Linked DNA regions of Zea mays: all the other regions are linked to region 2. A link is a contact called in public Hi-C data. All regions are on one chromosome and are shown on one strand. Each heading gives the region's core, a stretch centred on a gene start, on an enhancer-like site or on the middle of the called end of the contact. The rest is flanking DNA. Distances are from core to core; before and after follow the strand shown.

Evidence for each region. Hi-C and Micro-C count contacts between places; a contact is called where the count stands out from the background.
Region 1: a Hi-C map of tassel shows a contact between it and region 2, with 2.2 times the contacts expected there. The contact joins the promoter of LOC103650536 here to the promoter of LOC100273435 in region 2. A contact is called at or near these places in 2 of 25 Hi-C or Micro-C datasets (leaf and tassel).
Region 3: a contact with region 2 is called in a Hi-C map of ear, with 3 times the contacts expected there. The contact joins the enhancer-like site here to the promoter of LOC100273435 in region 2. A contact is called at or near these places in 2 of 25 Hi-C or Micro-C datasets (ear and endosperm).

Annotation. Positions count from the first base shown.
Region 1 is chr3:129,038,927-129,041,626 of Zm-B73-REFERENCE-NAM-5.0, reverse strand. LOC103650536 reads right to left here and starts at 1,305. Exons shown (of 1, transcript XM_008676111.4): 1 at 73-1,305. The coding sequence starts at 1,089. The coding sequence ends at 415.
Region 2 is chr3:128,804,024-128,806,877 of Zm-B73-REFERENCE-NAM-5.0, reverse strand. LOC100273435 (Diaminopimelate epimerase chloroplastic) reads left to right here and starts at 1,342. Exons shown (of 10, transcript NM_001147872.1): 1 at 1,342-1,670; 2 at 1,843-2,010; 3 at 2,850-2,854. The coding sequence starts at 1,422.
Region 3 is chr3:128,941,287-128,944,181 of Zm-B73-REFERENCE-NAM-5.0, reverse strand. No RefSeq gene overlaps it. Among protein-coding and RNA genes, the nearest start is that of LOC103652175, 45 kb to the left of the region's middle. Within about 2 kb of position 1,606, at least 19 of the 20 cell types and tissues checked have an H3K27ac peak or open chromatin away from gene starts, as enhancers often do. A contact at or near this core is called in ear, where this site is marked.

The sequences.
Region 1 (2,700 bases), core at 56-2,555, 230 kb before region 2:
CAACACGCAGCGCTTGCTCTATAGCCGGCCAGAGCGCGCAAGAAAAAAAAGCATGAACCCATGGACACATACTGATCGTACTCTTTGACGTACGTATACGGTATACGTAACTTTAATTCAAATAACAAATAACAGCAGCAAGTTTAAAAGAGAGAGAAAAAAATAAAAGAGGGTACATATATAGCATGATGCGTGGATGATTATTCTGAATGGAATTGGAGGTTTGTGCTTCCCTTGAGTTGGTTGGTCTCGACGATGTGGTTGCTGTGAATAATAATAAGGAATATAATGCGACAGACGAGACGACACAGTAGTACGTAGTAAATAGTAATAATGGGCATGGCCCGGTGGGTAGGTAGGTACGCCGTGCACGTACGGCTGCTGGATGCATCCCATATGGATCGTCCGCGATGATCAGTTCTTGGCGGCCAGCGCCTCGGCGTGCACCACCGCCGGATCGGCCGAGCTCACCTCCTTGTCGGCCTTCTCCTCGGCCTTGCTCTCTGCTTCCTCAGGGGCTGGAGCGGCAGCGGGGGCGTCGCCGTCTTTCTCGGCCGCCGCTTCCTGCTCCGGGTTCTTGTCCCCCTCCCCCTCCTCCTTCTCCACCTCCTCCTCCTCCTCCGCGTCCCTGGGAACGACACCGCCGGCTCCGGGCGGCGCCGGCTCCTCGGCCTCGAAGGCCTCGACGGGGAAGCTGCGGGACAGGCCGCCGATGGCCTTGCAGTGGAGCTTACCCGTGGGCGGGTCGTCGACGCAGATCTCGTGGAGGGTGACCCACAGCAGCATCTCCTTGGCCTTGACGCCCGTGATCTTCTTGAGCCGGCCCTTGTCGGCCACCGCCGACACCTCGGCGCCGTAGGACACGTGGCGGCCGGCCTTGGCGAAGTAGTGGTCCACCTTGCGGCGCTGCCGGAGCCACACGAAGCCCGTCTCCTCCACGTAGCCGCACTCGATGATGTCCCGCAGCGGGAGCAGCCCGCTCGGGAGGCCCGTCTCCTGGAGGAGCAGCCGCGTCTTCTCCTGCCCCGCCGCGTCGCCCACGTACACCTCCGCCTTGGCGCGCACCTCGTCCGGGATCGTCAGCGTCATCGTCTAGCTTTGCTGCTTCGGTTCGGAGGGTTGGGAGGGGAAGGCGAGTGTTGCGTTGCGTGTTTGGACTGCTTTGGCACAAGCACAATGTGCGTGGGCTTATATAGAGAGAGGGTGGTGTTAGTAGAAACAAACCGAGTGTGTGTCCCTTGGCTACTTCACTGGATTTGCATTTTTCTTTAAATTTGATTGGAGGACGAAATTAAAGGCGGGCAGGCGAAGCAACAGCAGAGTAGGAGGGGGTGTGGTTGGGGGTTGCGATATATGAATTCATGCTTGTGAGTGATGTATACGTATACGAGCATGTATAATGATGGGTTTGTATGGCATTTTTTTTTATGTGGAGCAGATAGACATTAAAAAGTAGGAAGTGGGTTCTCATGCAATAGCTAGGTATTACACGAACTTCAAGACAAAAGAATGAAAGAGAAAAAGACAAATGATTATCTAAAAATCAACCGATAACCAACTTTATTATATGAGTGTTTATTATTAACTCTATATCTTCTTTGTTGTGGCTTGTTGCGGCTTTAATCTAGTTGCAGCTTAGCTTTTACAGTATTTTGTCCTAATAGATTGTAGTTGTAGTAGTCCGAACAGCTACATCACTTGTTGAGTTAGAGGGCTATTATACTTGAAAGCTATGGTTCTCGGAAAACGCGTCCAAGTCATGCTCTCCCGTTTTAGGATCGAGCCGGAAATCACAGATCCGATTAGTACGTACATCGCCGCAGGTCTGTTGAAAGTCCATGCGTCTGCGAGTCTAGTGGAAGAGTCGAAGACTCGAAGAGATACAAGCTACAAAGTTCTAAGGATCGATAGAAGGGATTTTAATGGCCTAGCATGTTACTATTAGTGAAATATTTAGGAGGACAAAATAAAAGTAGAAAGTCATTTCAACATATAATCTATATATTAACCTCTGTCCAAATTATGTGGGCATCATAACATGGCATGAGGAAATAAAAATAGTAAAAAGAAAAAATATAATGGAAACAACAACAAAAAAAACATCGCATAGATACTATATGAACGACCTAAAATGTACCACAGTGCATACCACCGTAAGTACTTATATAATATTAAAAAAATACATCATAGAATATTTTACATTACTGTAGTACTATACATGTTCATGATATACAGAAACAATAGTCGGTGCTTTATATTATACAGAAGTAATAGTCAGTACGTAGTAGTAGCTGTTTTGCGACCTCATCATGATCAAGTCGGAAGATTGGTGGTCTGCCGACATGGTCACGATCGTATGAGCGACCATACGTCCATACGTCGGGTCAAGAATTTTAGTGGTATTCGAATTTAGCCTCTATATATGGAGATAGACGTCATAGCAGTAGAAGTAGCTGCGCCTGATATAAGGCTAGCTGCAGCGTCATCCGCTACACTCGCGCTCCCCTAGCCCTATAGTCATTTAGAGTGACGCTCACGCTCCAAAGGCGCGTGCTAAACGGCTCCCTACGTGCTACAGCCGTAGGGGAGGACGCGCACGTCCCCCAGATCAAGGGGAGCACTGTAGCGCCCCCTTGCACAGTGCTTCCCTATTTAATAGTTGAACAAAAAAAAAGAAATAAAAGATGAATAGGGTTAGAT
Region 2 (2,854 bases), core at 93-2,592:
TTTTATGGCAGGGGCAAAATTGACCTACAGATATATGTATTTCTTTTTTGTTTTATTAAACACCTAGATGGCATTCCAGCGGGTGCGACATGTTTCATAATGACATTAGGAATAAGCCATTCAAAACGATGACAATATAGCGAAACTCAGTTTTAATGATGACAAAATTCCAAATTTCTGTTGTCCTGGACTTTTTGGCTGCCTCCGTGGTTGAAGTGGTTTCTTGCAAACTTGGGTGCATGCCGGTTGGGGGTAGTCTCTGAATCAGGGAGGTACTCTCTTTCTGTTAATCTTTGTAAGCTTGGGAGTCATTGACAAAATGGCTAGGAAGAAGATTGTTCCTTATGAACCTTTTGTTCGGCCTGGTCTGTTCGGGTTATGAAAATAATAGAAATGAGGTTGGCACGTACCCCTTAGCTCAAGTTTTTGATCAAACCAATCTATTAACATAAACGGTTCATGAGCAAAAAGTGAGTTGTTTGGGTCATAGAGGATTGACGGGGAGCACTACAAGTTTTTAGAGCCGAGATTATAGATGGCCAATAAGCACGAGGCCCGCGAGCCCGACACGAAGCCCGCTGTTTGGGCCTGGTCCGAGCCCGACACGACCCGGTTCTATGCGGGTCCGGGCTGACCCGACACGAATAAGCGGGCCGAGTTCGGACAGGAAACTAGGCACGGTGGGCTAGCCCGGCACGACACGTTTACCTCTAAGCCCGTTAAGCTCGCCTTTTTGCACTAACACGTGCTTACAGGCCCGCTTAGCCTGCTTTTTCGTGCTAAACGGGCCGGACTCGGACAGAAATCGAGCCCGCGGGTTTAGACGGTCCAGCCCGATTTTCTAATCGTGCCTGGCGAGCCAAACCCAAAACGGACCGGATTTTACTGGGCCCGGACCGGACCGGACCGGACCGGGCGGCCCGTTTGGCCATCTCTAGTCGAGATATTCATTCGAGTCGTATTTGTCCAATTGACACGTTCGAAGAAATCAATGTTAGACATAGCGGATCGTTAACTATTCATGCGAGAATTGATCACGTTCGAAGAAAGCAAAAGAAAAAAAAGAGACAACACCAAATAGAGTTGAATATATTATATAATAGCAGCAGGAAATTCTGTCAGGGTATTCAGGAAGAACAGGTTGTTCCAGCTAGACACGGTCAAGAATTTCTGATTATTGCATGGGAACAGATATTCATGTTAGAAGTATTCTTCCTTTCCAATATTTTTCTATTAGAGGTTCTCTCGTTTTTTTTATCGAGCATCTCCTCAGTAAAAAACAAATCGCGCTGTAGGTTCCCTACAGCCTTTCCCCTGAAAAAAAAATTACCCCCCGGACCTCCTCCTCCGATCGGCTTCCTCCTCCCAGTCCCGAACCGCACGCGCTCGATTTCCCGCACCCCCTCTAGCCTCTAGCGGCCATGTCGCCCGCCGCCGCCACCACAACCTTCGTCGCAATCTCCATCGCCGTCCCCAACCCTACCGCTCCATCCCGCGGTCGCGTGCGCCTTCCGCTAGGCGGGGTCCCCGCTGCTCCACGCCGCGCCGTCGCCTCTATGGCAGTGTCCGCCCCCAGGTCCGGCGCCGCCACCTCGTTTCTCGAGCGCCGCGAGTCGGAGCGCGCTCTCCACTTTGTCAAATACCAGGGCCTCGGCAACGACTTCATAATGGTGCGACTGTTTCCGTTTCCCAACTCTCTTCAACTATTCCGCGCCGTGCAGTGTTCATTTGGGTGGTGACCCCACGTCGAGAATTTGTGCAATCCGTGATGTTCTGATTTTTGAAAGCTCTGCTACTGAAGACACTTAAGTTTTGTTTGCTTGTTCATGTTTCGATTCGTAGGTGGACAACAGGGATTCGTCGGTGCCGAAGGTGACGCCCGAGGAGGCTGCGAAGCTGTGCGACCGAAACTTCGGCATTGGCGCCGACGGTGTTATCTTCGTCATGCCGGGGGTCAATGGTGCCGACTACACCATGAGAATCTTCAACTCTGATGGCAGCGAACCAGAGGTGCGTGTGTCTCCACCATTTCATCACTATACTGAATTCTATAGCACGGTTGTAAATGTTATCTTTGAGGCTGTCATAATTCTTATTGGTAGTCATTCTTCTCCGCCACCAAATTGTGCTAAGCTATGCATAGTGCGATGGCACTTGAGGGTTACCGCTTTCCAGTCTCTGTTGCCAAGTCGGTGCAGGTTTACCATGTGAGCTTGTTAATGCAAAAGGAGGGAAAATGTAGTTGTGTAATTGTGACCTGTGAGGTTCTTCAAATACTTGTAGATGCAAACTTCAGCCTTCAAATCAATTTGGTAGCTTGAGCTCTTATAATTTGCCTAGCTACCAGTTAGTATAGATGGGGACATCTACCAATCTAAGCATCATCAGAGTATTTTAGGTCACTTGGTGTATCTTTATTATATCCACTATTTCACAGGCATACCAGATTTATAGTCTGTATACCATACATGTCTCACTCTCTAACATGGACTGGGGCTATATATTTTTAAAATTCTGATCTGTAAGTTTTGTGTATTGAATGGCTGTTAATCAATTGAAGTGTCATCGTGTTTCCAATCCAACAATTTTTTTACTATATTTATATGACCAGCTATGTTCTGGCTGTTAAACAATTGAAGTGCTATCATGTTTTCAATCCTAAACAAATGGACGAGATATATATGTTTCTTTTTTTCGCACTGCTAAAGAAAAGTAGATATAAATATCTCATTATGTTGCTTCCTTTTTTTATCTCCAGGTTATGGACAATCAGAAATTTTAATACAGTCTGTTAATCTGAATTGTTCCCATAGAGTAAAGGTCCATCCATTATTTTTTTTGTTTTTCAGATGTG
Region 3 (2,895 bases), core at 357-2,856, 140 kb before region 2:
CGAGAATCCTGAGCTGCTCATGACCGCGAGCACGGCTAGTATACCAGTTTTACACTCTATAGAGGTTGTACCCTGTACCCACAAGTCATGTTACTCATCTGCCATGGGGTTGTACGAGCCCCATACACCTCTACCAAGAAAGCGAGGCAGGGTAACTCTATGAGGCCTTTACCTAGTTCCACTAGCTTTAGAAAACCCACTACAGTTCTAGGAAGAGCAATGCAAGAATCCCCCGTCTGACCGCCATCGCAGCAAAATCAACCCGGAAACCTCCCTACATGCCTACTTCCCTACTGCCCTTGCCCGTATCAGGTAAGGTAGTCATCCACTAGCTTTCCTAGTTAGTCAGCCAAGGACGTCCCATTCCACCCATGTGGTGGCACGTGTTTCTTAAGTTAAGCTCCATGTTCCAATTAAAATAATGACCTTGACATGAATAATAAATAAAATAACAGAATAATTGGAACATGGACATAATGTAATATTAAACCCAAAACCATACAGAGCAATAGCAAAACTACCAAAATGAGATCAATTTTAATACACTTTTCATGTTAAAACGGTGTTATAGAGTTATAGACAGTATTAATACAAAATTATAGGAACTGGAATAGACCAATTTGGACTTAATATGATTTTTCTAGGAATTATACAGGTTTCTGTAATTAATTTCATACTAAAAATTAATTTCCTTAATCATTTATTCATTTTTACTGACTTCTGGACTGCGCGTCAATTACCGAAAAAGACAGGGGCTACTGCGCGATTATTCATAAGACTCAGAATACATCCGCTAGGACTGCAAGTTGATTCGCTAAAAGCCCGAGGGCTCATTTACAATTTGCGCAAGCCAAAGGGGTACGGAGTAACCCTAGCCATCCGATCAAGAGCAGATGACACAGATTAGATCCATGATTCATTGAATCGGTATATCGTGCAGATCCTTGGATTTATATCCAATGGTTCGGATTTTAAACATTCACGATCTAATCGGGACCATCAATCGCAGAACGGACGACCACGGATTGATTCAACCTAAGCGACATGGAAATGAAGAGGAAAGTAGCGCGAATTCATCAAGGGAGTTCTTACCTGCGACGGTGGTGCGACGTGCACTGCCCACGGGATGGGGCGGGGGGCTCTGCGGTGATTTCGCAAGTTCTGCGAGCAATTCGTCCGATGCTGGCGACCAACTCCGGATAGTGCGGCCACGAGAGCCTGCCCCACCACCAAGGGTAGTCCCCAAGCCCCACACCGGGCGCGGTAGACGGTAAGCCGGAACACTCCCGCGGCAGCCCTGTTTCTTACCGCGGCGGCGAGGAATCCTCGAGATTGCGGCAGGGAAAGCGGGAGGATATTGGGGCGAGTGGATTGAGTCGATGGCCGAGTCCTTTATGCACCCCTGGGGTTCGCAGCACGATCTCTAGGCGAGAGTTCGGCTGATCCGTACGAAGCGGAACCCCACGACAGCCATGGAGTTTGTTGCGGAGAGTGGCCCTGGCATGTGGCCCCCACTTGACAGAAACTGAGGCTTAGAAGCTCCAATGGGGACTGGTTAGTGGGTCCTGCGTGACAGCCAGAGGGCCCACGCGCGCAGCGATCCGCTAAGTCCGGGCCCAGACGTCAGGACGCGACTAACGGGTGGTCCCCGCATGTCGGCGCGCCATCCCCCGTGCTGGGTCGAGTGCACGCGGAAGGAGGTCTGGCTGGGCCAAAATGTAAAGTCTGGGCCCATTCAGTGTTTCCCTTTTTCTTTTATATTTTCCTTTCCCTTTCCTTTTCCTTTTAATTTTCAAATTCATCATTTTAAATTCCCGTTCAAATTCAAACTCCTTGGTAAATTTGTTTTCTCATTAAATGTTCATCTTAGACATGGCATGGGTGAATTTATTTATTTTTAGTATTTATTTTGTGATATCTAGTGCCTTGCTTTCTCCCATTTTCTAGAATTCCAATTTAAGTCTAAATTCCAAATTGAACATTAATGTCTTTCTATAAATTTTTATTACTAACATATTCACACACAAATAAAGTCCAGTATGATGCATGCATTATTTTGGGTGTCATTAGTTAATTAATAACTTGTGATGTGATTGTTCACATGTTATAACAAATGGAGACAAACACATATATGTAAATCAACTATATTTTCTTTTTACACTTTTTGGGTATTACAGAACATAATGGAGGTGCCCCCAACTTGAATAGGCACAGAGACTATGCAAGTATGGGTTGATCGTCGTAGCATTCCACATTTGAACAAGATAATATATCAACGATGAGTAGGCGGGTGAAAAGTATCTTGTAATCACTGGATAAATAGGTGATGCTTGTTGTGCCACCTTTTAGGCTGTTTTATTTGGTCGTTTTGTTTTAGCGGGTGACCGAGGTGTTGGGGACTTGTTATCAAATGCTATGAGTTAAGAACAAGGCAACATAGAAAAATGTTAATAGTTAAAGTCCTTCGTCCTTCGAAGCATTATTCCCCTTAGGATATAATGATTTTCGGACGAAGGTTATGAAGGACGTACCTTCATAAATACAATGACGGAGGATGAATTATAAGGAATATAAAGAATAACATAGACAATTGCATATTATTATTAATTTATCTTTGCATTATTATTATGTAGAAACAGAAATAACATCGAATTACAAATGTACCTTCAGCTTGAAGGAGATGAAAGTACAAGCGTGACGCAAAAGCGATTGACAGATCAGCGTGAACAGTACGGGGTACTGTTCACCTATTTATAGGCACAGGACACAGCCCATACAAAATTACATTTATGCCCTTTACATTTGATAATAATTCTATAGTAATCTATCGAGGTCTGAATAGCCTTTTCATCTTTAAGTCGGTTTCATTTTTTGCTACCACGCCGAAGCTTTCTT